Linked DNA regions of Mus musculus: region 2 is linked to region 1. A link is a contact called in public Hi-C data. All regions are on one chromosome and are shown on one strand. The core of a region is the stretch at or near the end of the contact, and the rest is flanking DNA. Distances in the headings are between cores, read along the strand shown.

Region 1 (6,570 bases), core at 63-2,562:
TGGGGCCCAGCATTGGACATGATCATCCGTGAGAACCAAGTTATACCTTCTGTGATCTGCTGGAGGAACAGATTTTTTTTTTCCACTTCCAGATTCCTGTTCTTGTAGGAGGAGAGAGGCACAATATTGCCCTCTCCCAGTCCTCTTTCTGACTTATCCCTACCCGTGGAGATTGCTCCTAATCACATCAAAGATACATTTTGTCTTGCTATCTATGTGAGAAACTCTGGAGAAGGCACAAAAAAAATGTCTCGTACTTCCTTACTTCATAGCTAATTCTAATTCTGAGGACAAGTATTGGTGTGCTTTGCATCCACACTTTTTTTTTTAATTACATATTTTCCTCAATTACATTTGCATCCACACTTCTAAGCCTCCTCCAATCAGCTTTCTCAGTAATAAAGTTAGAATGTCGGCTTCTCTGCTTCATTCTTGCATTGCCGCTACTTTTCAATGGACCCTGGGAAGAGAGACATTTTACCTGGTGGTATCTTCCAAAATTATCCCCCTAATAATCTCAACTTCAGGTAGTCACACCTTCCCCATTTTTTAAATATCTGTATGACTAGTACAATATTGTAAGTTAACGCCACACAACCTCTTCTGAGTTTATAAAGATATTCTGAGCCGGGTGTGGTGGCGCACGCCTTTAATCCCAGCACTCGGGAGGCAGAGGCAGGTGGATTTCTGAGTTCGAGGCCAGCCTGGTCTACAAAGTGAGTTCCAGGACAGCCAGGGCTATAGAGAAACCCTGTCTCGAAAAAACCACAAAAAAAAAAAAAAAAAAAAAGATATTCTGTTGTCTGTCCCCCCAGCTAATTGCCATGTATTGTGCATTCCTATGCAGAAGTCATTTTTCCAACATCCCTATAAGTAAGACTAGAAACGGAACTTTCAGCTGCACTCAAGAAGAGGACAAAAAAAAAAAAAAAAAAAAAAAAAGCCCTCGAGTATACAATGGCTGAAGCCTCATGCAATACCCTGAGCCCCCAAATCACCACCAAACCATTCCTGGATTCCTGGTCCTCTGAAATTGTGTGAGACAATAAGTGTTTATTATTTTAATATTCTAGACTCTGGGGTGATTTGTAATATTGCAATAGACAACCACAAAGAATAGCCACAGCGCAGGCCTGGCTTTGGAGTTAGGCAAAGAAGGCGGGTGGAAAGAACTGAAGAATCATAGCCATGTTATGGTTGAGATCTAAAAGAAAGTGAGAAAAACTGTGTTGAAAACAGGTCTGCCTGTTGAGGTAGAGCCAGAAATCTTAAAAACAGTGTTATGTGCAGTGATGTGCAAAGCAGAACATGTAAACAAAGAACTGGATGATCCAGCTGAGGGGATTTCAAGACAGCCTGTTAAAGGCACCATATGGTTTCCCTTAGCCCTTTGTAAGACACAAGTGGAGAGAGATAAGTTAAAGGAACGACCGCTAGGTAGGAGCCAGGACTCAAAGAAGCCCAGCCTCTAGGGATGGCAAATGATTTTAAAAATTAAGAAATGCCTTAAAAGCAAAGTTTAAACTCAGGGCACTGTCATGGTAACTCGGCCAAAAGTTGAAGCTGAGGGAGGGACTATAAATTCTCTGCTATGATCTCAAAGTCATCAAGAGACTACCTAAGGAGCAACCACATCAGCCACACAAAAGACCATTGTATTAGTCGGGTTTGCGTTACTACAGAGAAATAATTGAGGCAACTAACATATAAAAAGAAAATAGTATGTTTAGCTTACAGTTTCAAAGGCTTAGATCCCAAATAAGGTAAAGAGGGCAGGCTCAGAAAAACTCATTTACTACCTCACTTCATGGTAGATGGCTATGGCAGGCATGTGTTAGAAGCAGACAGATGAGTGGATACCCAGAGAATTAAAAACACGGATGCCTCCAAGAGTGTAAAGATCTCTTACTAATCCCCAGTTTATAAAGGCTCTGCTACCTTCTAATCATACCACTCTGGAGACTAAGTCTTTAATATATGAACCTTTGTGGGAGAATCAATTAAGCCTTAAACCAATTAAGGCTATGACTCATCGATCCTCTCAAAATAGGGCTTCTACGAAGCTTAAGAACTTTGCTCTTCACAGAATCACAAGATGAAAAAGGGATTAAATATCTTGCAGACATATTTTCTTGACTTTTGTCTAGTAGAATCCACCTGATACAAGTCCCAGGAGATTCATGGAAGTTTTGAAAAAATATTAAATCAGCAGACATCTTTCTAATAAGAACCCAAAGGGATAGAGACAGCCAAAGGCCTTTATATCCACCCTATTCCTATTGTACTGAAAGCTCAGGAAAAACTGGTGTCCATATACTACACTTTATGAAAAAGAAAGTGTAACTCAGAAGGTATAGTCAAGAAGCACAGAATACTCCCAGGATAGGACTGAGCCTTACTGCAATTCAGCATACCTTGGATGGATCTGTGAGCTGCTTCAATTTATCTCCTTTAGAACATGAATACATGTGATGTTTATTCTACTCCTGATCTAATACTGTATGGTCTGAGTTTGCAGGGTTTTTTTTGTCTGGAGAGAACTGCACTTGTGATGGTTTGTGATGGGTTGTCCATAGAACAATATCTGGAATCTCCCAGGAGACAAACCTGTGGGCACAACTGTGAAGAAGTTTCTAGATTAGGATAATGGAGGTTGGAACATTCCAAGGCCTTGGGTTCGAGACTAGACAAAAATGGGAAATTGAGCTGACCATCAGCATTCATCTCTCTCTGAGCAGAGTGAATGCATTTTATATGTGGGAGAGACATGACTGCTAAGGGCCTGAGGACAGACCCTGACTACCAGTCTATATAACATGGCCTTCTCTTGGTGCTTACACACTGTTTTGTTCCCTCCCACACTGTGGTGGTTTGAATATGCTTGGCCCAGGGAGTGGCACTATTAGAAGATTAGAGTAGGTGTGGCCCTGTTGGAGTAGGTGTGTAACTGTGGGTGTGGGCTTTAAGACTCTCCTCCTCACTGCCTGGAAGCCAGTCTTCTCCTAGCGGCCTTCAAATGAAGATGTAGAACTCTCAGCAACTCCTGCACCATGCTTGCTTGGACACTCCCATCCTCCTGCCTTGATGATGATAATGGACTGAACTTCTGAACCTGTAAGCCAGACCCAATTAAATGTTGTCCATATAAGAGTTGCCTTGGTCATGGTATCTCTTCACATCAGTAAAACCCTAGCTAAGACACACACTGTGTGCAAACTCATCTGCATTAAAGTAAGACAGGAAGAGATGTTATGTTGTTTCTGAGACACTGTAGTTTCCATCTCTTTTCGGTCATTCTGTCAAGGGCCATGTGAGCAAGCTGGGGAACCTCTGCCAACCCTTCAAATGACTCCAGCCTCAGGTGACAGTTTGACAATGGTCTCCTGAATCACTTGCATCCATCTGAGCTACTCCTGGGTTCCTGACCTTTAAGATAATGGCTGTTTTAAGCTCTTAAATTTGGGAGTAAGTTTTTAATACAACCACAGACAATTAGTATACACTTCCAACGAATTTATAGTACTTATACCACACACTCTACAGAACTTGTTTGGGTAAATAGCTGATGCCCATGTTTTCGGGACACACCCTCAAGGGAACTTTCTTTTTCCCTTTGGGGTAATCTTTCTGCTTGAAGTAATACTAAGTGCAGCAACTTTCCAGATGGAGAATATTCACACTCGTCTTTAGCACACTTTAGGCAAATAAACCTGAAAACGTTTTCTTGGATCTAACCTAGAAGCAACCCCAGTTAAATGTCCTATAAAACTGTTAAACCGGGCTGGCTTTAAGAATATTTTTAGTCTTTCTCTAAATTTCAAGTCAAGGTCCTTTACTCGATTTATTACTAATTTGTTTAGACTGAGGAACCTGGGAAGTTGGTGGCAATTCTTTTACAGTTCACTTTTTTGTATGAAAATGTTTTTAAGACATCCAGACCTCCCTAGAACTTTAGAATAGCAAGTGACATGTATAACTTCTATCTGTCCCAAGTCTCTTGTGTCAGTTTTGACACTGCTTTGCCTCTTACTCTTGTTTTGAATGGTGAATGCCCATGGGTTTTTAACTGATCAGCTCTATGCTCTCCTAACAGTGCATGCACACAGGGCTTGGTTAGAATTGACCAACCTTTCTCTCCATCACTCCAGTGAAGGAGCAGCTGCTCACTGCCAGTTGTTTACGATTCAGTCTTAGAATTCAATTTCAAACCAACATCTGCTTTTCCTTTCTTTCTTTCTTTCTTTCTTTCTTTCTTTCTTTCTTTCTTTCTTTCTTTCTTTCTTTCTTTCTTCCTTTCTTTCTCTCTCTCCCTTCCTCCTTTCCTTTCCTTTCCTTTCCTTTCCTTTCCTTTCCTTTCCTTTCCTTTCCTTTCCTTTCCTTTCCTTTCCTTTCCTTTCCTTTCCTTTCCTTTTCTGAAAACAGGCTGCCCCTAAGCTTCTGGAACCTTCTTTTCTAGAACCTGTAAGAGCTTGTTCTCTAGCTCATGAGCAAGGCACTGTGACCTCAAGTCTAGAAGCACTTTGTAGGAAACAATTGGAGGTCTGTCTTCCCTGTTAGCACATTCCATGGGCATGCTACACTGTCTGGGGAGAAAGCTCTTCAGGCAGCAGGCACTGCATGGACAGCACACACACATCCCTTAGCACTAGGCATCTCCTTAACAGTTATATATCTATCTCCATGATCACCTGTGCTTAAAAAAATATGAACAGATGGAAGCAAGTTGACGGAAATGTAGATAACACATAAGACTGGCCAGGTTGGGAAACAAATGTCCCAGAAGGTCACAGCTTCTCCAAAATGGAACCCTTTCAGGATCTTTTTAAAGAGCCTCTAGATCTTTGTAAAGTTGAGGAATATGTGACAGTCACATCAGCCCATGATACTGTAAGCGTGGGTTGCAATTTCTTCCTACGTTGAGTGTCATGCCTCCCTTTATTTCTATCTCTGACTTTAGAAGCCACTGCTTATTTCTCCTTTCCTTCTCCCTAAATCATGTCACTGCCCAGAGCCGGACCTCAGTGGGATGGCGTACCAGTCTGGTCCTAGGTGCAATCTGGGGATACCTTGACTCAGAGGAGACTGAATGAGGCAGTGTGCACAGCAAGCAGGCTAGTCAGATCCTCAGCAGCCAGCGAGGAGAGCAGTGTCCCAGGAGCATCTCAGAGGAACCCAGACCGGCTTCCCTGTGAAAATGGGTAACATCAAAATGCAGTAGTTTTGTGTAGGGATTTGGACAACCTGGAGCCAGTGTTAGATCAGCAATAGAGTTCCAATAAGAGAAAAGGACTTCTGGTGAGGAAAACAGAATCTCTGGGCTGGGTGGAGACCTAACGTTCCAGTAGTGCCATGCCAATCACCAGGTCAAAGGATCATCTCTAGGAAGACAGAAATACCGTATTTCTTTTAAGGAAATATTTAATGTACTTTTCTGTACTGGCTGGTTTTGTGTCAACTTGACACAGGCTGGAGTTATCACAGAGAAAGGAGCTTCAGTTGAAAAAAACGCCTCCATGAGATCCAGATGTAAGGCATTTTCTCATTTAGTGATCAAGTGGGGAGGGCCCCTTGTAGGTGGTACCATTCCAGGGCTGGTAGTCTTGGGTTCTATAAGAGAGCAGGCTGAGCAAGCCAGGGGAAGCAAGCCAGTAAGGAACATCCCTCCATGGCCTCTGCATCAGCTCCTGCTTCCTGACCTGCTTGGGTTCCAGTCCTGACTTCCTTTAGTGATGAACAGCAATGTGGGAAGTGTAAGCTGAATAAACCCTTTCCTCCCCAACTTGCTTCTGAGTCATGATGTTTGTTCAGGAATAGAAACTCTAAGACATTTTCTTTCCCAGAATCCCCACCTGATAGCCTAATCTTTGCAGGTCGAGCCACCATGAGGTAGGATGGATCTGTCCACCTCTCTGAGTCAGGACTGGTTTTATCTCCCCCCAACCCCCCACACACACACCCCTCCTACCTCCGCGCCCCCCACCCCGCCCCATCTCTTTCGTTTAGATGAGAACCAGAACCTAACTATGCTTTTCTTGGCTCCTTGGGCTTCCGTACCTTTCTCTAAAGCTCCTCCCACACCATTTACTACCATGTCATTATTAGGCTGGAAGCCCTGCTCATGCCCCATACCCCGCACAAGCTGGGAAACCCCATCTTCCCATCCCCTCCCTCCACTTGGAGAAAGCTTCCGGCCAACATGTCATCACTCCTCATCTGAGTGTTTCCGGCAAACCACCCAAGAGTGCCCGCCCAGGGGTTCGGTTTCTGACCATGTATGGACACAATTCTAGTTCTTAGCTCACGTGTCATCCTCCCAAGCCCCCAATCCATAAAACCTCCTTGGATGGGTGACTTCACTGATTTCCACCTGTGGGATCAGTGAACACACCAGAGAGCTGTCTTTCCTCCTCTTCCTGCTCCTCCTCCTCCTCCTCCTCCTCCTCCTCCTCCTCCTCCTCCTTCTTCTTCTTTTTTGAGACAGGGTTTCTCTGTGTAGCCCTGGCTATCCTGGAACTCACTTTGTAGACCAGGCTGGCCTCAAATTCAGAAATCTGCCTGCCTCTGCCTCCC
Region 2 (7,471 bases), core at 2,089-4,588, 80 kb before region 1:
TTCTGCAGAGATTCATTCCATAAGGTTTGTGACTCTAGAGAACCTGTATTAGTGTCAGTTCCTCGTTATAAGTTATACCCTGTTCTTTCTCTTTATAAAGCTCTGAACAGCCTTAACCCATCAAAGGGAGAGGGGTATGCTGTCTGTTGGTGACGCCTAAATCCTGAACCATAGATCGGTCTGGTTTAGAACATGACTTATAAACTTGCTCAAGAGAAAAGGGGAAGAGATATGGCCTCCTCCGGTGACACCCGCATTATCTAGAAAAGATAAGACTTTTATGTTTAAATTGCTAAACAAATTCTATCTTGATTATCTTGAGTGTAAAAGATACATCCTGCATTCCAAAAATCAAAATACCTAATCCAAACAGATACTATCTTGGCTCAGTTTAGAAGCCAGAAGAGGACAGAATTACCTCTCAGGTCCCGCATCCACTCATCATCATGCAATCCCGGGCTCTAACTCCATGCCAGGCACCAAGCCAGGTACAGTAACCGGTGTAACATGTAATTATTTAGGATTTGCAAGGCATCCCTCTTTCCCTGAACCAAGATTAATAAAACCTCCGTCTTAAATATTAAGACAGAGCCTTCATCTTAGCTGTCACAAGAATAGTCAAGAAATTAACTGCAACTTCTAAGATCAGAGAGCTTTCTTCATCTGTCTTACCATTTCAGTGCTATCAGAAGTTGTTAAAAATAGCATGCACACACACTCAAGCACACGCACACACACTTCCTTTAGACTCTCCCCCAAATAAAATAAGTTAAGTGATAGCACCCAAATAAAGGACAATGGCTAACACCTCCACGTAGAGCTTTCCTTTCTGACATAACAACAAAAATCCCAGCACTGGAGAAGAAAGGATGGAGGGAGGGCACACATTACTCCTGACAGGGGCATGAAGAGGGCACTCACTCTAGTCCACTCTGCAAAACCTGCAGTCCAACTAGGAATGAAAGAAACATCCCCAGCCCCTCCTGGAAGGGAAATATAGGAACTTAGGAATCGATTAATAAGATGCCAGGCCCAATCAAAGAAATCGATCCTTTACTTTTTCAGAAACAGGATTTTAAACAGACACCATGCCAAGATTTCGCATGAGCAAACAAGCCACCTGGTAGACAAGGAGAATGGAGCGATGTATCTCACGGTTTTCTCTGCGAGTGGGTCAGCGGGAAAGCACAGTAAAGCAACCTCTCGAACTCCAGAGTTTGTTTTGTTTCCCCTCTGGTCCATTTAGTGGGGAAGGACTTTCTTCAGTGTTTTCACAGGGATACCTAACACACTCATAAAACCTGACCTGTCTCCTTTAAGACTTTGTTTTCTCCCCCACCCCACCTCCAGTATAGCCCCTGACTTTTACGGGACAGTTAGCTTCAAGGCACTTGGGAATTATTGAAAGCACACTGAAGTGGCCAAACAATGATTTTATACGAAAGCCAAAAAAAGGTGTTAGGGAAACAGGTAAAACAGATGGGCCAAGTCAAAGTGAAACCCAGGGCCCAGTGACAATGACCTAAACTCCCAGGGTAACCTTATACCTACAAATATTCATCCATCTACTCTGAACCCATGTCTACATGGCAGGTGACCTGAGCAATCTGCAATGCTGTTTTCCCTCAGGTCTTTTAGTGGGCCTGCTACCTCAAAGACAGCTATGTGCTGAAGTACTACAACAGTCTCAGCAGATCATGAGAATCCACCCCACCCCACCCCCCACCCCCCGCCCCGAATACCTCTCCGAATCACTAAGTATCCAAAATTAGCAGTACAGGTAAGATGCCCTATACTTTCTTCTTATTTGGTAATTTTTTTTTCTCAGCAAACTGGCGTTTTGTGGGGCAGATTACAAGACATAGCCATAGCATGATATGGGTAAACTACAAATCAACCAACCATTTAACTTTCAAAATAGCCTCCTGGACATATTTGAGAATCATCAACCTACAAGGACGCTTAAAGAATGTTCACAGATAGCCCACCTAACCTGGCGCAGCGATAACACCCCTTTATGACAAAGATAGAAGTCACTGCCATGAATACATAGACAGCAAAACCAAAATTCAACTGAGACTCTGACTTCGGCTCTGTTCTCAAGGTCGCGCACTAACTGGTCTCCATCCTTGCCAGTTTCTACACACCTGAATAAACCCTCATACACTGGTAACGTTACAACGCAGCCCTCTCTTTCTTGGTCTGGAAAGTATTCGGTCTTTCTCCGTACAGCCTTAAGTGTAATTCCTAGAAGGCACTGACAAATCTCTGCTAGGCCAATCTGCAGTGGAAAAACCATGTGTCCTACAGGATGACAGAAGGGCCAACACTTCTAACCCTCTACTTCAGCACTGCATGGCAACAGCCGTTCGTTCTGACACCATCCACGCAGAAAATGGGCAGGATCGAACACGGTTCATGTCAAAAAGGATCTGCTTGACCACAAACAGGCAGCTCTGTGGAAATACAATTTCTGGAACGAAAACACGAGGCTTGCACAATTCTAGAAACACGTCTAAGTGTTCCGTTCCAGCGCTGTGCTAAAAAAACTTTTCCTACCTAAACTTCCCAGCACGGGGCTGATCTCAAACCGATTGCCAAACCATGCACACCATGCACAAAAGCGGCGTGCACCACAACCACAGCCGCGGGGCAATGCCTGTCCCTGCCCAATCCTGCTCAGGCCGGGTTGCAATGTGGTTTAGTCCAGTCTACTTTCTGGTAATGTGTTTTTAAAATCCCGCCACGACCCAGGTCATTCCTTTAGAGATCTAATAACGACCAAATGACCGGACCTGCCAGGCACTTAGCGAGCCATTCTGCTTATGGCTCTTTAATAGCTCTTGGAGTTCTGCTAAGAGGAGAGCGGAAAACTCCAGCTTCCCCGGAAAGAAAGTCCTGCGCCGGGAGCGCGGAGAGGCGCGCGGAGCGTGGCCCCATCTCCCGCAGTCCCGCCGGTCCCCTCCGCGCCTTTACCTGTCAGCCCGTCCTCTCCCCCCGCCGCCGCCCCTCAGAGCCAGCCCCGGGAGAAAGCAACCCAAGGCATCCCATCCCAAAGAAAGAAAGCCGAGAGGCTGCTGCTCCAGGCAGGGGGCCATGGGCCACCGCGAGATCCGAGAGGCGACATGCCGCCGGCGCCCCGCACCTACCAGATAATCCATGTACAGAAACGCCTCAGTTATCCGGAGATCAGACATCCGGCAGCCTAAAGCATCCGGAATGGCTCCGAACCCGGAAAAAAAAAAAAAGCAGCAGCGTCTCGGGCTGCCAGCGAGCAGCTCCTGAAAAAGCCAGCAACAGCGAAGATCGCCGAGAGCAGCCGAGGAGCCGAAGATTACACCAGGGAAGCGACGATTGGCTGGGAGGGCGGGCCGAGGAAAAGGAGCGCGCTCATTGGCCGGAGTGTCTATAAAAGGCAGTCCCCCCGGTGGAGGGCAGCAGAGAAGCGCGGGACCCGGGACGGTGCTGGTTCCTGTTTGCTGGGGGAGGGGCGGGCGGAAACGCGCTGCGGCCCCGGGAGGCCGACTCTCAGCCTCTAGTCCGCTCGAGACCCGGCAAGCAGCCTGCCTGAGATTGAAGAGCAGCGGCGGCGGCGTCCCCGCCCACCCCTCCTTAAGAAAGCAGCCCAGGGCGGTGGGAGGCAGTTGCCCCGAGCGCCTTCCTGTGGCCTTGAAACGCCCTGGACCTGCGGATTAGAAGGGCAGACACCTTAAAGAAGGCAAACTGTGCAGTACTGGGGACTGCATTGACCCTCCAGGGTGTGGGTGTCTGCTACGGCGGACAACTTGAACTTGACCTTCCTGCGGCTCAGCACCAGTGCAGTCCAGACTAGGAACCTAGAGACTCACAAGTAAATTGATCACCCCAAACATTGAAGGAGACAGGCATCTGATCTTTGCATGCTTAATCCAATGTACCTGAATAGAATGAGCGGTGGGATTGTGAAAGTCCTCTAAAGGACCCAAGTAATACTGTTTGTGAACCTTATCTTAGGAAAAACAGAGCCGGTGCACTTGAGACTTGTGCGTTTCCTAAATTAAAAAAAAAAAAAAGAAAAAAAGAAAAAAAAAAGCAAGCCGGGCGGTGGTGGCGCACGCCTTTAATCCCAGCACTTGGGAGGCAGAGGCAGGTGGATTTCTGAGTTCGAGGCCAGCCTGGTCTACAGAACGAATTCCAGGACAGCCAGGGCTACACAGAGAAATCCAGAGAAACCCTGTCTCAAAAAAACAAACAAACAAACTTGGGGCCCGGGCAGTGGTGGTGCACGCCTTTGATCCCAGCACTTGGGAGGCAGAGAGGCAGGCGGATTTCTGAGTTCGAGGCCAGCCTGGTCTACAGAGTGAGTTCCAGGACAGCCAGAGAAATACAGAGAAACCCTGTCTCGAAAAACCAAAAAATAAAAAATAGAAAAATTTTAAAATTTTTTTAAAAAAGAATTACTTGGAATTGAGTGAAAATGGGAGTCAAGCGAGATAAAGACAACGGTCAGTTCTGGATTTTTTTTCTTTCACCTCCAAGATTCAGGCTAGAAAGGACAGTCAAGGCAAAGGTGAGACAAGATAAGCATGCCATTTGGAGTTGGGTATGGAGAGGAGTAAAATATAGAATGGCAAGAAAATAAAAATCAAAATTGAATCTACTGGCTTAGTGCAACTGAGACTTACTAACCCTGGAGTAAAACAAAACAAAACAGAACAACTCCTTTTAAGAAGTTATTACTTAAACACATATATCTTGAAAATTATATCAATAAAGGCCAGCTCTGTCTGTACACGTGTATTCAAAAATGAATATTAAAAGGGTGCCATATCTTTTGTACCAGTAATTCCATTTCTAGAAATTCTTAGGATAAGAGCTGTGGACAGTGTTCTAAGTGAACATTTCCTGCAATGATTATAGTAGAATTTTGTCGGCCTGGTGGTACCTTTAATCCCAGCAAAGATACAGGCAGATCCCTGAGTTGGAGACCACCTGCAAGGCTACACAGAGAAGAAACCTTGTCTCGGAAAAAGAAGAGGAGGAGTCTCCTATGATTTGTTAACACAGCACACTTACACAATAAAACTTTATACAGCTGTTAAACATTTATGAAGTTTCATAATGTAGTGAAGTTTATAGTGAACTCATACTCTTTCCTCGGATGTCACATGTCAAAGGAGTATTCTGAATGATAGAATTTGGAACACTAAGTTGCAAAAGTACTATTCTGTTAGTTCTTGCCAAACACTGCCCTCTTTTAAGGTGGTGACTAAAGTTTCCCTCCATTTCTCTCTGTCCCTACACACACATACACACACACACACACACACACACACACACACACTTTTTGTGTGAGTCTTCAGAAAACAAATATCATTAAAAGTTTACCCCAGGGCAGTGAAAATAGTTGTTAGACAAAACTATATAGTTCATTATAGAAAACCAAAATATTTACCCTAAATTTACACATAATCAGGTTCTGCGCACCCCCCCCACACACACACACACACACACTTATGAGTCATGTGACTAGATCTAATCTCTGAAATGCTTTCCTCAGATACAAAATGAGGAAAGATGGCTTTCAGGGTAATTAGAGGACTTTGATTGTATACATACACGTGTACAGACAAAGCTGGCCTTTATTGATATAAATTTCAAGATATATGTGTTTAAGTAATATCTTCTTGAAAGGAGTTGTTTGTTTTGTTTTGTTTTGTTTTACTCCAGGGTTAGTAAGTCTCAGTTGCACTAAGCCAGTAGATTCAATTTTGATTTTTATTTTCTTGCCATTCTGTTAACTCAAGCACATGTAAGTTTAGAAAAGATTTTTGACCAGGCTTCTGAACCTGAAAGACTTCCAAAAACCTGGCCTTTGTCACATCTGCTTGAAACCACAGAAATCAAAAAGCCTTTCAAAGGTCTCAGCAAAGTGACTCAGTCAAGCAACAATTGGTTTGTTTGTGTTTTCTTTCTCTCGTGGTTCAGCATACCCCAAATGAGAGCAAGAGCTGAGTTAGCAGAGAGACTTTCCATCCATCTTGTTGACCGTGTAAAGTTTTAAGAGCTCTGGTGATGGCTATGCAGAAATGTGCCATAAAGGAGATGGCGACTCCAGATGTGCTCATTGACACAATAAAGCTCAGTAAAGCTGTCTGGGCCAAGGGAATAAGGAATGTTCTGTATCACATCCGAGTATATTTGTCGAGAAAACGTAACAAAGATGAGGATTCGCCAAACAAGCTCTACACACTAGTAACGTATACGCCTGTTACCACATTCCAAAATCTACAGACAGTCCATGTGAATGAGAGCTAACCTGCTGAATGTCAAATAAAGTTGCAGAACTGCCAGATAGATAGATAGATAGATAGATAGATAGATAGATGGATGGATGGATGGATGGATGGATGGATGGATGGATGGATAGATAGATAGATAGATAGATAGATAGATAGATAGATAGATAGATAGATAGATAGATAAAACTGCCTTTAGTAGTTATGCATCACGCATGATAACTCTGAACTGGGTCAGGAAATGCCCCATTAATGTTTAACGGCATAAAGTTCTCTTTTATAAATATACTATGTTAACAAATCCTCTGTGACATAGCATGTTATAACTATCGCAGTGAGCATTTGCTTATGAAACTAGACACAGTTCTATATCCTGAAGCTTCCAGGCAGAGGAGCCACTCCACTTACTCCCTATGGAAACCAGTCAGTTGAGAGGCAACGCGGTCATAAAAGAGTTTTGCTACAATAAGCTAGCCGGTCGGAGAAGATGGGAATTCTTGTCCCTAAAGAGCCATTGTGCTGGGACATCGTGTACAGGCGAGTTGTAAATAGGAGAGCGATTATCCCAGGTTGATGGGTACCTTCTCACCGATGGAGGCTTACCCAAGTGATGTGTACATAATTGTAATCAGCCGGAGATGAGGGGTTACTCTTGCCCGCAAATGTCAAGAAGAAAGATCATTTCCTCTGAGCTGTTGCTGTCACTGGTTTGTGTGCCCACTTTCCATGCCTGACCTATTTATACAATAGACAGGCTAGAGAGAGCCGCTGCCCCAATGCCCTATCATCGGTTGCCAAACTCAATGTAAGAACTCAAGGAACTCTACTTCTTGTGTGATTATTGAAAAAAAGGATGGTGTTAGGGAAATGAACTCTAAGGCTCAACGTGGAACGGCACTAAGAAAGTTGCTAGGCACGGATGGCATCGTTCTTTTCAGCTTCTATGGATGCCTGCATCCCCTTACTTCTGGCAGTATCACATCACTCCTGTCTTTGCCTGTGTGGTCACATTGTCACCTGTTCTTTTATACTCTAATCTCCCCTGGCCCATAAAGACATTGCATTTAGGCTCGCAGATAAAGATAATCTCCTCCTGCCAAAAAATTTAATTACATCTTCCAAGTTGCTTTTGCCATATAAGGTAACATCATAGGTTTTAGAGATTAGGACCTGTGCTGGTTAGGGGTTTGTTT

Evidence for each region. Hi-C and Micro-C count contacts between places; a contact is called where the count stands out from the background.
Region 2: a Hi-C map of uterus shows a contact between it and region 1, with 2.8 times the contacts expected there. The contact joins the promoter of Arl15 here to the enhancer-like site in region 1. A contact is called at or near these places in 4 of 39 promoter capture datasets (the HPC-7 cell line, frontonasal cranial neural crest, hippocampal neurons and 1 more), 24 of 484 Hi-C or Micro-C datasets (the AML12 cell line, cochlea, cortical glia and 12 more), 18 of 115 datasets of contacts at active chromatin or transcription factors (the SCID.adh cell line, bone marrow-derived dendritic cells, bone marrow-derived macrophages and 10 more) and 3 of 9 other capture datasets (adipose tissue, embryonic stem cells and pancreatic islet).

The regions. Positions count from the first base shown.
Region 1 is chr13:113,708,828-113,715,397 of GRCm38.p6, reverse strand. No RefSeq gene overlaps it. Among named protein-coding and RNA genes, the nearest start is that of Gm31276, 24 kb to the left of the region's middle. Within about 2 kb of position 1,312, at least 1 of the 459 cell types and tissues checked has an H3K27ac peak or open chromatin away from gene starts, as enhancers often do. A contact at or near this core is called in uterus, where this site is marked.
Region 2 is chr13:113,790,375-113,797,845 of GRCm38.p6, reverse strand. It overlaps Arl15 (ADP-ribosylation factor-like 15), which reads right to left and starts at 3,338. Exons shown (of 5, transcript NM_172595.4): 1 at 3,150-3,338. The coding sequence starts at 3,197.